Regions from separate parts of the Mus musculus genome. Here all the other regions are linked to region 2. Evidence: chromatin contacts called from public Hi-C data. All regions are on one chromosome and are shown on one strand. Each heading gives the region's core, a stretch centred on a gene start, on an enhancer-like site or on the middle of the called end of the contact. The rest is flanking DNA. Distances are from core to core; before and after follow the strand shown.

Evidence for each region. Hi-C and Micro-C count contacts between places; a contact is called where the count stands out from the background.
Region 1: a Hi-C map of rod photoreceptor shows a contact between it and region 2, with 3 times the contacts expected there. The contact joins the promoter of Naa20 here to the enhancer-like site in region 2. A contact is called at or near these places in 7 of 39 promoter capture datasets (the C10 cell line, the HPC-7 cell line, cranial neural crest and 3 more), 1 of 15 datasets of contacts at CTCF or cohesin (pro-B cells), 3 of 484 Hi-C or Micro-C datasets (the N1E-115 cell line, nephron progenitors and rod photoreceptor), 11 of 115 datasets of contacts at active chromatin or transcription factors (the 230-238 cell line, bone marrow-derived macrophages, differentiating embryonic stem cells and 8 more) and 1 of 9 other capture datasets (pancreatic islet).
Region 3: a Hi-C map of the N1E-115 cell line shows a contact between it and region 2, with 11 times the contacts expected there. The contact joins two enhancer-like sites. A contact is called at or near these places in 2 of 15 datasets of contacts at CTCF or cohesin (large pre-B cells and pro-B cells), 13 of 484 Hi-C or Micro-C datasets (the HL-1 cell line, the N1E-115 cell line, cerebellar granule neurons and 4 more), 2 of 115 datasets of contacts at active chromatin or transcription factors (both in embryonic stem cells) and 3 of 9 other capture datasets (adipose tissue, embryonic stem cells and pancreatic islet).

Annotation. Positions count from the first base shown.
Region 1 is chr2:145,901,872-145,906,444 of GRCm38.p6, forward strand. Naa20 (N(alpha)-acetyltransferase 20, NatB catalytic subunit) reads left to right here and starts at 1,370. Exons shown (of 6, transcript NM_001141965.1): 1 at 1,370-1,491. The coding sequence starts at 1,439.
Region 2 is chr2:146,383,572-146,388,082 of GRCm38.p6, forward strand. It overlaps Ralgapa2 (Ral GTPase activating protein, alpha subunit 2 (catalytic)), which reads right to left. Exons shown (of 41, transcript NM_001033348.3): 23 at 4,036-4,134; 24 at 3,657-3,812. Among named protein-coding and RNA genes, the nearest start is that of Ralgapa2, 130 kb to the right of the region's middle. Within about 2 kb of position 2,925, at least 3 of the 459 cell types and tissues checked have an H3K27ac peak or open chromatin away from gene starts, as enhancers often do. A contact at or near this core is called in the N1E-115 cell line and rod photoreceptor, where this site is marked.
Region 3 is chr2:146,046,967-146,051,775 of GRCm38.p6, forward strand. The region is part of intron 17 of Cfap61 (cilia and flagella associated protein 61); the gene reads left to right. Among named protein-coding and RNA genes, the nearest start is that of Gm34629, 50 kb to the right of the region's middle. Within about 2 kb of position 3,320, at least 9 of the 459 cell types and tissues checked have an H3K27ac peak or open chromatin away from gene starts, as enhancers often do. A contact at or near this core is called in the N1E-115 cell line, where this site is marked.

The sequences.
Region 1 (4,573 bases), core at 120-2,619, 480 kb before region 2:
CTACCATAGTAGCAGTTATATATATACTTTCGGGCCTGTCATACCCATGTTTACAATTATTCATTGTATAATTTACTTCATCAGGCTTAGAGACAAAGCTTGGCGAGGAGCCACTGGGACTACCTGCTCTTTCAACCATTTGCTTTCTTCTCCACCACACCTGGCCCTCAGGTTTGGCCAAGGAATTCCCAAGACACCTGCGGAGCAACTGAGTCCCAAAGGAGTTGGGGATGTGAGTCTGCTGTAATGTAGGCATCTCGCTGAGTTGGATTGGTTTGAGCTCAGCAGCATGTTCTCCAGGACCACCCCAACTGCTGGTAAGGAGAAGAGGGGAAGGCAGCTTCACAGCCCGACAGTACATAGTCTCCTCAGTCACTGGGTCTATGCCGTGGAGACGCTGGGCTGGTGCTTAAAATGTAGCAGGCCAGATGAAAGAATGTAATTCCTAATGGTTAACTTTCAACTTAGACATGAGATAATGTTTCATTTGGTTATTTGGAAACATGTTTGGATTACTTTGATAGCTCTATCATCTTGTATGCATGTATTTGAGACGGTCACACTATGTGTCCTTGACTGGCCTGGAACTCACTATATAGACCAGGGTTTTCGAGGCTCACTAACAGCCTCTTGTCTCTGTCTCCTTACTACTGGGATTACAGGTGTAAGGCACTATTCCTGGCTTGATCTGCTCTTTAATCACACATTTATTAAAATCAGCATCGAAAACAAATAGTTCTGATCATTTTTCTCTCGGATTAAAATAAACTGCAAATATATGGACCAGATTTCAAAGTCTTATTGCCAAAATAAGATAAGATATTCACATTTTTTATACAGATAATCTTTCTTTCTTTCTTTCTTTCTTTCTTTCTTTCTTTCTTTCTCTTTCTCTCTCTCTCTCTCTCTCTCTCTTTCTTTCTTTCTTTCTTTCTTTCTGTTCTTCCTTCCTTCCTTTCTTTTTCTTCCTCTCTCTCTCTTTCTCTCCCTCCCTCTCTCCCTCCTTTCCTTCCTTCTTTCCTTCCTTTCTTCTAAATAATTTTAATGTGCTAGAAAATTTAAGGTCACATCCCTGGTTCATGACAGTGGTTGAGAGAAGAGGCCCTGAGCCATCCTTTTAGGGATCACTTCCTAACTCACCCTGTGAAGCATCTTTGTAGTTTTGAAGCTTGCTTTTACGATTTGGCTCTCTGACTCCAGCTTCTTTCTCCTTGTTACTACTCTGCCTACTTTTTGGAAAGGGTCTGCGGGGCGCGGATCATTAAGGCAATTGCTGATTTCAGCCGCCAGAGAGAGCTACGACGCTACTCTTGTTGCCCAGCAACCTCTGGTCCGGAAGTAGTTCTTTGTCCCACCCCATGGCGGCCGCGGGCGCGAGTACTTCCGGTAGTGCGGGCGCGGGGTCGCGCCGAGCGGGTTGGAGGCTGGCGGCGGCGCAATGACCACGCTCCGGGCCTTCACCTGCGACGACCTGTTCCGCTTCAACAACATGTGAGTGAGGCACGGCCGGCCTCTGTCTTCGCGGCGCGGGACGGGGTCAGCCTCGCGGGGCCGTGGGCCGGGTGGACGCTGCGCGGGCGCGCTGACCGGTGACCTTGGCCGAGGCGCGGCGCTCCCGGTGCGCCCGGGATGATGCGGAGCCGGGCTGGACACCCCGCGCCCGCTCCCTGAGGCGGCCTCACTGCGGAGGGAGGGCGGGGAAGGAGCGCGGTCCTGGTTAAATTGTATCCCAGTGAAGTAACCTTGCGATGCTCCGGGCCCTCTCAGCAAGTTGTGGTTTGTGCTTGGTAGTTACAGTAGCGGAGCGCCCAAAGTAGACTGCCTTGGGTTTTTTTCTTTTTCTCTTAAAAAAAAAAAAAAAAAAAAAAAAAAGACAGGGTTCATTTCGTATCCCTGGGCTCCAGGAACTCTCTGTAGACGAGGCTGGCCTAAACCTCACAGATATGTCTTCCTGTCTTACTAGTGCTGGGATTAAAGGCATGCCCCACCACACCCAGCTAGACTACATTTTTTTTTTTTTGGTTGGGGATCCAATGTACTGAAGACTCCCCGGTGCTGTGTGGTTTCTTTTCAGTCCAAAATTTAAAAACCCGTGATTTGCCGTTCTCCCCTTCTCGCTTTTTAAAAAGAAAAAAAAATTTAGTTTGGAATCCAAATTATGACCATTTAAAAAGCTCAGCATTTCACCGCGAACTCCTGTAGACACATGACCTCGGTTATTTGCTTGATATAACGTAGTAAGAAGTATGGACCGGAAGGTTTAGGTAACAGAAGGGAAGAAACTCTGGGATGATGGACATTTCAAAGAGGGGATGAACCTTGATGAAGGAAATTTGGCAAGGAGGAAACTCTGGAGAAGGCTGCAGGAAAATGGAGTGTGAAGCAGGGTAGGCCTTTGCTTCAGGTGAAGCCAGGTTTAATTATCGTGTTTAATTGGTTCAGATCCGATCTTGTGAGATTTCGGTTAGGTCCCGCTTGTGTTGAATCCTCTGTGCATTTTAGTACTTGTGGCAGGCGCTCATGTAATAATAGGCCCTTAAATCTTCACAAATTCTGTCATGTGCTGATGTCCTCAGTTTCTGGGTGAGGGAAGGGATTGCACACACAGAACCCTGACGTGGAGTAGGTGGAGACTGGCCCTGGTGGTTGTTAAAAAATTGGTCCCATGGAGCTGGAGATGGTTCAGTTGTTAAAAGTACTGGGTGCTCTTCCAGAGGACAGGGGTTCACTCCACATGGAGGCTCACACTTGATTGTAATACTAGTTCCAAGAAGCTGCTGGCCTTTCCTGGCTTGAGTAAGCACCAGGTATGCATGTAACACACAGACATATAAAACCCATACCCATTCAATAAATGAAAAAGGTTGATCCTGGCACTCAGGCTGAGGTTGGAGGATCACAAGTCTGAGATCCTTTGGTATCCACAGGAGATTGATTCTATGATACACCAAGATTCAGTGATGTGCAACCCCCTTATTGCAATGGAGTGGTATGCAAATAGCCCAAGCACTTCCATGTACTGTAAATCAATAGAATACTTATATAGTACAACGTACATATTTTATAAGTGCTTCCAATACGGTTGTATTAGGGAATAATTGGGGGGGGTGTCCTTTAAAGGTACAGGCACATAGTGTCTAAAAATTCTTCAGTCTGAATTCTGATCTACTGAGTACAAGGTGTTGATTAGAGGCAATAGAGTAGGCAGGCAAGCCACTGAGGCAATAGACTGGAGTGGTAAAGGGAGATGCTGTGTAGATGATACAGAGCCTGAACTTAAGAAACCGAGATAAAGCATCTGCATATGAAGCTCTAGGAAGAGAGTAATAGGGAAATGGAGAAGGTAGAAGGAAAATACACATGGACGCCTATTAAACATCAGGTCTCAGCGCATCTGGCTTGGTGACGCCTCCTCTTGTTAATGCCAGTGAAGGAACCCACTTTCTCACGTTAGGAAACAGTGAGTCACCAGGTTAGGTGCTAGAGTAAATGAAACTGAAAGGCCAAACCCAGGTGGGAGGAAACCCAGGGTGGGATCCAGAAGCTAGCAAACAAGAGGACTCCAGGCAGGGGAGGGCACTATCATGAGGTGGCGATGGCTAAGCATGGGCTGCATTTGTACACCCCCTTCAGGAGAGGCAGAAGTGGAAGGTACAAATACAGGAGAGAAAGAATTGTAAGAGAAGTGTCCTCTGGTGAGAAGAGGGAGGGGTCTGCTTGCCTTATAATGGCAGAAGAGCAAGCAGTGTCTGGGTGCAGGGCTTTTGGGTGGGCAAAGTCAGATAGAGGCCTTTGGCTGGTTTCTTCTTACACTTATTTATTTTTACATTTTCATGTAAGGAAATAGAGGAAGGGCAGAGTGAGTTAGACAGTTAGGTGAGCCAAACATGTCTCTATAGGGCTGGGCAGGGTCACAGCACCCAGAGGCCCTCAGGATTGGTTCCTGACCACTCTAAGGCCAAAACTGTTCTCACAGCACTAAGACCAGTAAGACCAGTTGTTTTGTTGTTTTGCCTACCTATGTTTTGCAGGTGTGGAGTCTGAATAGTATCTTGAACACTAGAGAAGTCAATGGAAAAACTACAATGCCTCTGTCACTAGGTTTTTGTTTTTTTAAAGATTTATTTATTTATTATATGTAAATACACTGTAGCTGTCTTCAGACCCACCAGAAGAGGGCGTCAGATCTCATTACGGATGGTTGTGAGCCACCATGTGGTTGCTGGGATTTTAATTCAGGATCTTCAGAAGACCAGTCGGTGCTCTTAACTGCTGAGCCATCTCTCCAGCCCGTTTTTTTTTTTTTTTTAAACATTACTATTTCTTGGTAAAATTATTCATTTTAACATGTAATTTTTTTTTCTTTTTTTGTTTTTTCAAGACAGTTTCTCTGTATAGCCCTGGCTGTCCTGGAACTTACTCTATAGACCAGGCTGGCTTCAAACTCAGAAATCTGCTTGCCTCTGCCCCCCAAGTGCTGGGATTAAAGGCATGTGCCATCATTGCCCAGCATGTAATTATTTTTAAATGAGTATCTTACAATTGATAATATTTATATAGCATGTAACTCATA
Region 2 (4,511 bases), core at 1,675-4,174:
ACAAGGGAGGAATGAGATCAAGGAGTGTTTGACTAACAAGTTAGCTGTCAGTCAATGGAAAAGACAAGCCCAATGGGTCCAGAAAGCTTTTCTGTGAATTCTAACATCCTTTTGAATACATGGCATTTGGCAAAAATTCTCAAGATGTTTTGTGCTTTCATTATTCATAAAATAGGGCAGATATTATGTGTGGAGAAGAATGAGTGGGACACCACACTGTTCCTGGTACAGGGTCTGGCACTAGGAGACAGGAACATCCCTCACCTCCACCCAATATTCCAGGCACAGTGCAGCTGGGCTGGAGAGGCAACAGGAAGATCCTTCATGGCTTTGAACCAGTGACAACATTACTAGCACTGAAAAAAATCCAGGACCAGGCATGGTGGTGCAGGTCTTTAATCCCATCATTTGGGAGGCAAGCAGTTCTCAATGAATTTGAGGCCAGCATAATCTATATAGTGAGTCAAGGCTACATTGAGAGCTTGTCTTAAAAAAACTAGGGTGTAGGTGGGGAATCTTTATCACGGAAAACCCCTCCATTTTATGGATTTTTTTCCTTCTTTCTTTCTTTCTTTCTTTCTTTCTTTCTTTCTTTCTTTCTTTCTTTCTTTCTTTCTTTCTTTCTTTCTTTCTTTCTTTCTTTCTTTTAACAATCATGCACATTACAAACCCACACTACATCACAGCGAGAGAGAAAAGGCCATCTGATAAGGCCATTATGCTGTCTATTAAATAAGTTAGTGATGTAACTAATACTATTACAAATGTTGTTTTAGAAGTACTACATTTGGCATTCTGGCTGTTTGGCTTACATAACAAATTTGGTATAATATTAGATGCAGTCATGCTTTTTACATGATTGTACACAAGACCATATATATATATGTGTGTGTGTGTGTGTGTGTGTGTATGTATATATATATATATATATACACACACATACATACATATATGGAGAGAGAGAGAGAGAGAGAGAGAGAGAGAGAGAGAGAGAGTGAGAGAGAGAGAGAGAGAGAGGGGATAGTTTTTGCATTTGAGTCTCAGCAATATTTGAAAAGCTATCTAATGTCTGAGCACTTGTTTGCATCTCAGCATCTCACTGAGCACTGTGGCTACAACCCCAATTCTATCAGATTCAGGAGAAGCGTTTGGTAAACCACCATGCTGCACACACACTGTCACAGGGTTCTGGCTCTTCTGGCCAGTTTGAACTATTTAACTGAGTTGAGCAGACAAGTGTGCCATCCAGAGGGCAAAGGAGAAAACACATCTTGTGTTTTCTCTGTAAAATAAAACTAGTAGAGGTTAAATTAAAATACTAATATTTTAACCTAACTGTTGCATTTAATTATTCATGTAACACATTATTTATAGATTATGTATTTAATTTAAATAGCAAACTTAGTATTTGCTATTATTTATTGTTAAAGCCAAGGATAGTCTCTAGACTTCTCCCTTTGCATAAACAAATCCTTTTCATGCCACAATAGATGGAAGTGTGGTTCTTTGCAACTCTCACAGCATGGAAACAAGCCTTGACATGGTACCAGCCACAGGTGCACGGCTTACCAATTACAAAATTGAATTTAACTGTATTCTCTGTAGCAAATGTTTTCTTTTCTTTTTATAATGAATATAGCGTGTGTTTCCAGAAGTACATATAACTTCTAAAACAACCACCATGATCTACTTAAACATGTGGGCCAAAAGTTAAACTAATTAACCAGAGACATTTTTTACTTAAATAAGAAAGGTTTCTTTCATTAGAAGGACTCTGGGTAAATTTCTTCTGGCAAAGAAATAAAGTTCACTTTAGGGTAATTCTGTTTGGCAGACAGTTGGGGCTTCTAAAATATATAGTAATAATTGTAAGGTTAAAGTAAAATAGTTAATTCTATTAAAGCCACATAAAAATCCAGACTCCTAGTGGTGCACACAATAGGGTGATTATAGACTAGAGATGTATGATATCCCCATTCTGCCCTAATGTCTGCACTGATGGGACTGCTGCTGCCATTGTGCTGTCTACAAGACAACTGTCTTCCTTTAACTGAAAACATGATGTACATTGAAATGTGAAGACAATTTTAAGTATATAATCTCAACACCTTTCCTGAATAAAATGTTTTCAAACAATTCATAAAGACATACTCATGCTACTTTGAGTTCGTACTTCCTGCTTCACTCCTTCACTTCACACCAACACTTCACACAGAGCATGATTTCAAACTCACAGCTCTTACGCAACTTCCTAAAAAAAAACCATTCTAGTACTACTACTTTGTGCTGATTTCAGTTCTGTTGTTGTTGTTATTGTTGTTGCTGTTATATCAGAAAATTCTACAGTTGACCATTATTCCCAAATCATATATTTTCCATGAAGAATCTTTATCAAAATACTATTTTAACATAGAGCGCAGTTAAGTCAACCTTCCTACTGTGGTGCCTACACTGCGGGAGCTCATTACTATCTTTGGAGTTGATTCTCTTTCCTGTTTCTACCCATTAATCTTCTTAGGTGTCCTGTATGGCATCATTCTGTAGGAGGTGCTTCTACCTGCAGGGTCAGCTGGGAATAGTTAAGCAGAGAATACAGGGGACTGCACACAATATCCCTACTTAGACATCTACTGAAATAAGTGAATGAATCTGTGGGTCCAATCCCAGCTGCTGTTATCACTGTCTTCCGATGCTGCTTAGAGCAAACATGACAAGAACAACTCACTGGGACAGTATGGTCATGGCTAAAACAAAGCTCAATGATTACAGCTCAAAGCTTGTACTTGGGAACCACAGAATATGGTGACCACTTCTCCAGCACGGGAAAAATGGAAGTACATTTTAAAGAAAAACAAATGCCAAGCTTGCTCCTAAATCTGTGACCTACATTTAATCCCCAGGACTCATGTGACTGCTGCAAGGTGCCATCTGACCTCCATACTTGAACACACACAATGCCCACAGCCCCACATATGAAAGGAAGGAAGGGAGGGAGGGAGGGAAGGAAGGAGGGATAGAGGGAGGGAGAAGATAATAATAGCACTTTTCAAAAGTCCATATATATGCCTATCTGGATCACTCTTCCTGTCCTCACAAGTGCTAGGGGACTTCCCAAGGGAGGCAGGACAAATATTGGCCACATCCTGTAATCCTAAATCCAGGATCTACAAAGGGGACTGTAGCTTTGTGAAGGCCTTGAACCTTTTTGTTCCTACTTAACCAAATGTCTATTTCTTTGGAAGAAATATAAGTAACTCCACATCAAGAACTGCCAAAACCCTTAGTTCATAGGAAAACTGTACCTCATAAAAAGAATTCAATTACTAAAACATGAATCTCCAAATATTTTTAAATTGACCAGAACCACAGAGAAAAAGTAGCTGAGATGGTATTTTCAAGTTGACAATAGAGGCAGAGACTGGATCATATGGGTTGTAAAATAAAGTTCAGATTTAGTTAGGTCCATGCAGAGATGGTGAGGGGAAGAAGCAGGAATGGGAGACGCCCTGGTCAGACTTTTGAAGACCTATGTGTGAAAAGTGGAAACTACTGAGGATCTAAGCATTTCTGGTATATTTTCAGAAGCCTTGGTACATATAAAGCGTGACAAGCAGTTTCCCATTATGGCACACCATGATAAAGGAATCACAGGATACCTGGTCCTCGCTGGTTAGTCCCAGGTGCATCACAAGGTAAAAATGCACCAGGAAGTCAGAGTTTGGCAGAACATCCTGGCGTCTGGTCATCATGGCACAGATCAGTTTGTAGGCTTGCAGTTTGCCTTCTTTATATTCATTTGGCAGAGTTGTAGCCTGCCAAGGAGATGATGTTTCCAGATTAAATCAAGTCCAGATGCAGAGCATTTCAACATTTCATTTACTTCTCAGTTTTCCTGAAGAGTTGTTTAGAGATGTGGGATGAGCTGGCTGTAGTAAGACCCAGCCTGTCTTCAAAACATGCAGTCTTGGGCAATTAGAGTTTTTAAACTCAATTTCAGAAGGGAAGAGGAAATTGCAATAAAGAATAAACACTTGCCTTAAATAGCCATGATGCAAACATTCTGAGTGGTGGGATCAAGAGAGGAGGAGATGGAGACGACTGGTTATCCAGGCTTATTGCTAAATTATCTCGTATCTAATTCAAAAGAGAATTAGGCAAGGTAACATTCTACTGTTACAACAATATAGCAGTATTGTCTTGTACAGCTAAGAAACTACTCCCATTTTTTATACAAGGAATAAGAAATGTGTAGTATTTACAGATTTTTCTTTTATTATGAGAATTCTTGTCCTTTTAAGTTGTGTTTTGCTTACTACATGTAGTTGAAACTCTAAACACAAAAGAATGGAATTGTTATTCTAATGTGTGAACACCTAGAGAGATTCTGAACCCCGGGGTGGTAAGAAATGATTTCATAAATTATGCTATATGAATATAGGTCATGTTTTGAAAAAATATTTAATAATGGAAAATATATTTAGTATAAAAATAAAAGTCGGGATGAAATCTGT
Region 3 (4,809 bases), core at 2,070-4,569, 340 kb before region 2:
CAAAATCCAAGTTCAGTTATGCTACTGTTAGATTTTTGCGGACATAGAATCAGTCTTTCCAGTTGCTACAGAAGCTTCCATGTGCTTAGGTCTTCATAGATCAATTTAGTTTACACTTGGCTTCTTACTCCAAACCTCCCCTGGAGGACCACCAAAATCCCCATCTACTCAGCACCTGGAAGCAATGATGTATTCTTGGACAATTTGGGTCCTACGGGTCAGAGGGGAGGAGCCTCAGGAGGCAGAGGGCGTGGTCTCACCACAGGATGCTTTGCGGCTTGTGAATCAGATCCAAGAAAGGTAAGAGATCCTGACCCTTCTCCTGAAATGCCTTCACATAGACAGGGCTCCGTAAAAGGAAGGTCTTTTGCATAGTGGGGCTCCTGTGACTTCAGTCAGCACTGTCACGGAATGAGTGGGAGGGTTGGAGCTACAGGGGAGGCATTCAGAGCTGTTGCTAGTAGCAGGAACATGTTTCAAGCATGCAAGACACCCCCAGTCCGTCCTCTGCCCGTCACTTCTGGTACTGGGCCACCCTCAGATGAACTGGAGCTCCAGGTGGAAAGAAAGCCAGAGAAAACATTTTGTTTCATTAAAAAGTGATCCTTGCATTACTTCCCAGGTTGGTGTGATTTGAAATCACTGCTTACGTGTAATAACCCTTTCCTGCCCATGTCAGGATGCGTGACTCCTTCTTTGTTTAGATTCCTGGCCCATGTACAGGCACAATGGAGACAGAGAGTTTAAACCTGGGGGATAGGAAGGAAAGCCCTCATTGGGCTGTTGAGAAAAACAATGGTGTGGGTGTTTGCTTGCTACCTAATGCTGGGGTGTTTATGGTGCTGGGAAATTGCAACTGGTTAAGAACGCTTCTACCATTGCTGACCACATCAAATCTTGACATGTGGCTTAAGTAAGATTAAGATTTAGCAAGGGATTGGGAAAGTAGGTCGGTGGCATTTAGCCTATACAGTGCCTGCAGTTAGACCATCGGCTTTGCATAAAACAAAGAGGTGTGCAGGTTTCAAGACCAATGGATAATGTCTGGACTAGGGACATAGCCTGGTGGAAGAACGCTTGTGGGAAAGGTTTCTGTTTGATGCCCAGCACTGTCACAAACAAACCACGCAGCAGCCGCACTACACTGGAGTAATAATGTTGAAAACGGAAAGGATCAGTAACATTGTAACTGACCCCTCACGGAGTGGACCTAGATACTCAAAATAAGGCGCTGATTTATGTGGAAGGCTTTTTTTCTCTCTTTTAAAAAACATTTTAGATGTGTTTAACACTTTAAACAATTGTCTGAGATACGTTGAGCTTAATAGGATTGTTCCGGGAGGAATTTCAATGTATTCCTAGCACCCCTGTGTTCAAGAAGAGCGGACAGAACTCCCGTGGCTGAAGCACGCAGGGCTGATAAGCGCCATTTCTCACACAGTTCCCGTGTCGCTGCAAGCCTCACATCCCTTGGCCACGTGCATCAGCTTCCACGCATTACTGCTGTCTTTTCTCTCCAGCCACTTGCTTTTCATGCCTTTTATCCTGCTTAGAGCATCTCTGAGTAGCTGTCGGTCCCTCGCTTTCACCTAGGAAGCCAATCTTCAAGGGGACAGATCACCCCAGGCATGAGTAATGGGATAGAATGCCTTTCATCTCCGTGGGTTGCCAATTTGAACCTGGCACAAGACAGCGGTGATTCGGATTCATCACTGTGTGGGAAGGCAATGTGCGCTCTCCCTCCCCTCCGAGTCTACCCTTCCCCACCCTGAGGCCATAGAGCTTCTGCCTTATTTGGGTATGCACCTTCCCAGTGGCTTCTATTAATAGACAGCTCACTCCAGAGCAGACCATAGGAAAGCACCTCAATGCCTTCATCTTCATCACACCTAGAAGTTGGCCCCCAAGAGTCACAATAATAACTCTATAGTTGACCATTAGGAACTCATGGGTAAGAGAGAGGCCTTTCCTGGTCAAGGCCATAATCCACACAGTAGACTTGGAAGATTCTCATCCAGTTTGAATGAGCCATCTTGGCGTGTGCATTTACGTTCTGAGCTATTGTCACAAACTTTCATTTAGATGGGTCGCCATAGCTTACCATAGCACTGTAATCCTGAGAAATACTCTCTATCTGCCTGAGTTCGTTGTGCAGACAAACCAATTAAAGATTGGGCAAGTTGCCTTTCTCCTACTTTGGAGGTCTGTGGAGAAGGCATTTTTTTCTTTCCTGTCTGTACCCTAGAGGGATTTTGAGTTGACTTTGTTACTGTCACTGCTCTTGGGAAAGCTGCCAGTATATTTAACAATATATCAATTTTTTGGTTTGTTTTTTGTTTTTTTGAGACAGGGTTTCTCTGTTTAGCCCTGGCTGTCCTGGAACTCACTTTATAAACTAGGCTGGTCTCGAACTCAGAAATCTGCCTGCCTCTGCCTCCCAAGTGCTGGGATTAAAGGCGTGTACCACCACCACCTGGCAATATATCAATTTTTTGTTTAACTTTCATGCATTTGGGTATTTTGCCTTCATGTATGTCTGTGTACCATATGCTTGCAGTACCTTCAAAGGCCAGAAGAGAGTGCTGGATCCCCTGGAGCTGGACTTAGAAACAGTTGGGAGCCTACATGTGGGGGTACTGGGGGAATGAACCCAGGTCCTCTGTAAAGCCATCTGCCCAGCCCCTTACTTACAGAGTTAATGGCGGTGGATGAGGGAGGGGGAAGAATAGTAGGAGCTGCGACTCGCTAGCTAGGATTGGACCTGTAGAGTTTGTAGAGACCTGTCTGTAGAGTTCCTGGAGTGTCTGCGCTTCCTGAGCTTCCTCTTGTGACGGTTAACAATTATTTATAATGCTAAACTCCAGAAATTCGCCTTGGAATCCACTGTGTTTATCATTCACAAGAGCTCTCATGGTCTATTCTAATTATAGTCTTTGTCCTGATTTAGAGTGGTCACAGAATGAAGGTATGCTCTCATCCCCATCTGAGAAACCATGCTTTCAGAGCGTTCAGCGCCGATGTTATTATTATTATTTTTTTCCCTTCTGGTTGTAATGACAGTCTGCTGAAATCTGAACTAACTTCTTTAGGGGCCTCCATTTCTCTGTGTTTGTTTTCTCCACATCTCCTTTTGTCCTTGTACAAGAAAAAACAGCAGTGTATCTAACCCCCCACCCCCAGAGCTAAGTGTTGGCCCACCCTTTCCTGGTACGTGATCTCAGAAAGATGTCACTGGCTGGCATTCAGTTACCCTTTGAATTGCCCCTTTTTATCTGGGCTGCTCTTCCCCAGTCCAGCTATAATTACCATCTGATGGACGGTTACTGGATCCTGTTGCACTTGGGCATCTGCTGCCTTGGGAAATTGCATTATTCTCCCAGCACCTGCTAGGTTTTCCCCAGAGTAATTGTTTCCCAGTCCCTTCCTTAAACGTGGTGACTTTCACTGACAGTAGTCAGACTTCCCTTAGTCATAGTAGTGGTTGAAGTATGTAGTATTTTTTTTAAACAATCAAACAAAGAAACCAACCAACCAACCAGCCAACCAAAATCCACAGTTTTTTATTATCTCCTGAGGAGATGATTCTAAAATTGTAAACCTGTGGTTTTCAGCACCATCTATGCATTGATCCTTATTAATATCACCACAGTGAAGTTTCCTGGACATGAAACAAACCTACTTTCAGTCACTACAGGGGTCTAGTTGGCTTTTCCAGCCCTGTTCTCAGCCTCTTCCTACACATTCATGCTACTCCTGGGAAATACGTTTCCTTAGAATGGCGGGGAACCCTTTCCTCTATGAATTGTAGAGAAATTTGTGTAAATTCCTTCATGGGCTCTTTTTTTCTCAAATAATATACCTTCTGTGTCATTTTCCCCAATGCTCTGACACTCCTTAGTTAAATATAACGTGCTGTGTGTATGCAGGTATCAGAATGGCTTTTAGATCCGAGGTTTGTCCTCATGACTCTCACAAGTCTTTTCCCTCAGACAGTGATGCTGGGCATCCCTCCTGTGGTTACTGTTTGCTGAGATCTGGTTGGTGGTTTCCTGTGAACCCATCTTATGTACCTGTCACACCAGCACTTACTGTTGTGACCATCTTCCTCATAGAGGGGTGTGTGTGTGTGTCGGGTGGGGGTGACTTGTTCAAAGGCTGGTTTATTGACAGATCTTCCCACCAGGCAGCTAATTGCCTAAACTCACTCTTAGCCATGACTTGCAGAGTTTATTAACTAACGTGTAAATCTGACGCCACGGCCATTCTAGGAAACTAGCAAACAGAAAGTAGACAGCTTGACACTAAACTTTTTTAATCCCTCACATCTTTAACACCAGCCACTTAATCAAAAATGTGATCCACAGACTTGCCAGGACCCCCCACCCCCAACTCTAGCCGGTTTCTGCTCTTAGTGTCAATCCCGCACCAGCCTAACTCTGGCTGAGGAGGCTGCGGAGAAGCAGACATCTGGGCCAGACTGGTGTGCTAGGCCTGTTTTGAGACATCAATAGATGGAGGGTGTCTATAATTCCCTCTGTGTTGTATCAGCATGCTGTTACAAGCCTTTCAGAATTGTGGTGGCAGCTGCTATGGAAAGAAGAAAAATATGATCCCATATGGTGGTTATATTACAAACTTCTCAAGATTCAGCTCTATATTGAATGGTGCTCAGCAGTGTTCTTAGCCTATCACAGGAGTGCCTGATGGTTTACTTGAGGAGCTAGCGGCACAACTGACAAATGCTGGGTGGTATTTAGGAGTTAGGCCATGAGAGGATGGCAAAAGGATGAGAATAAGTTGTGAAACCGA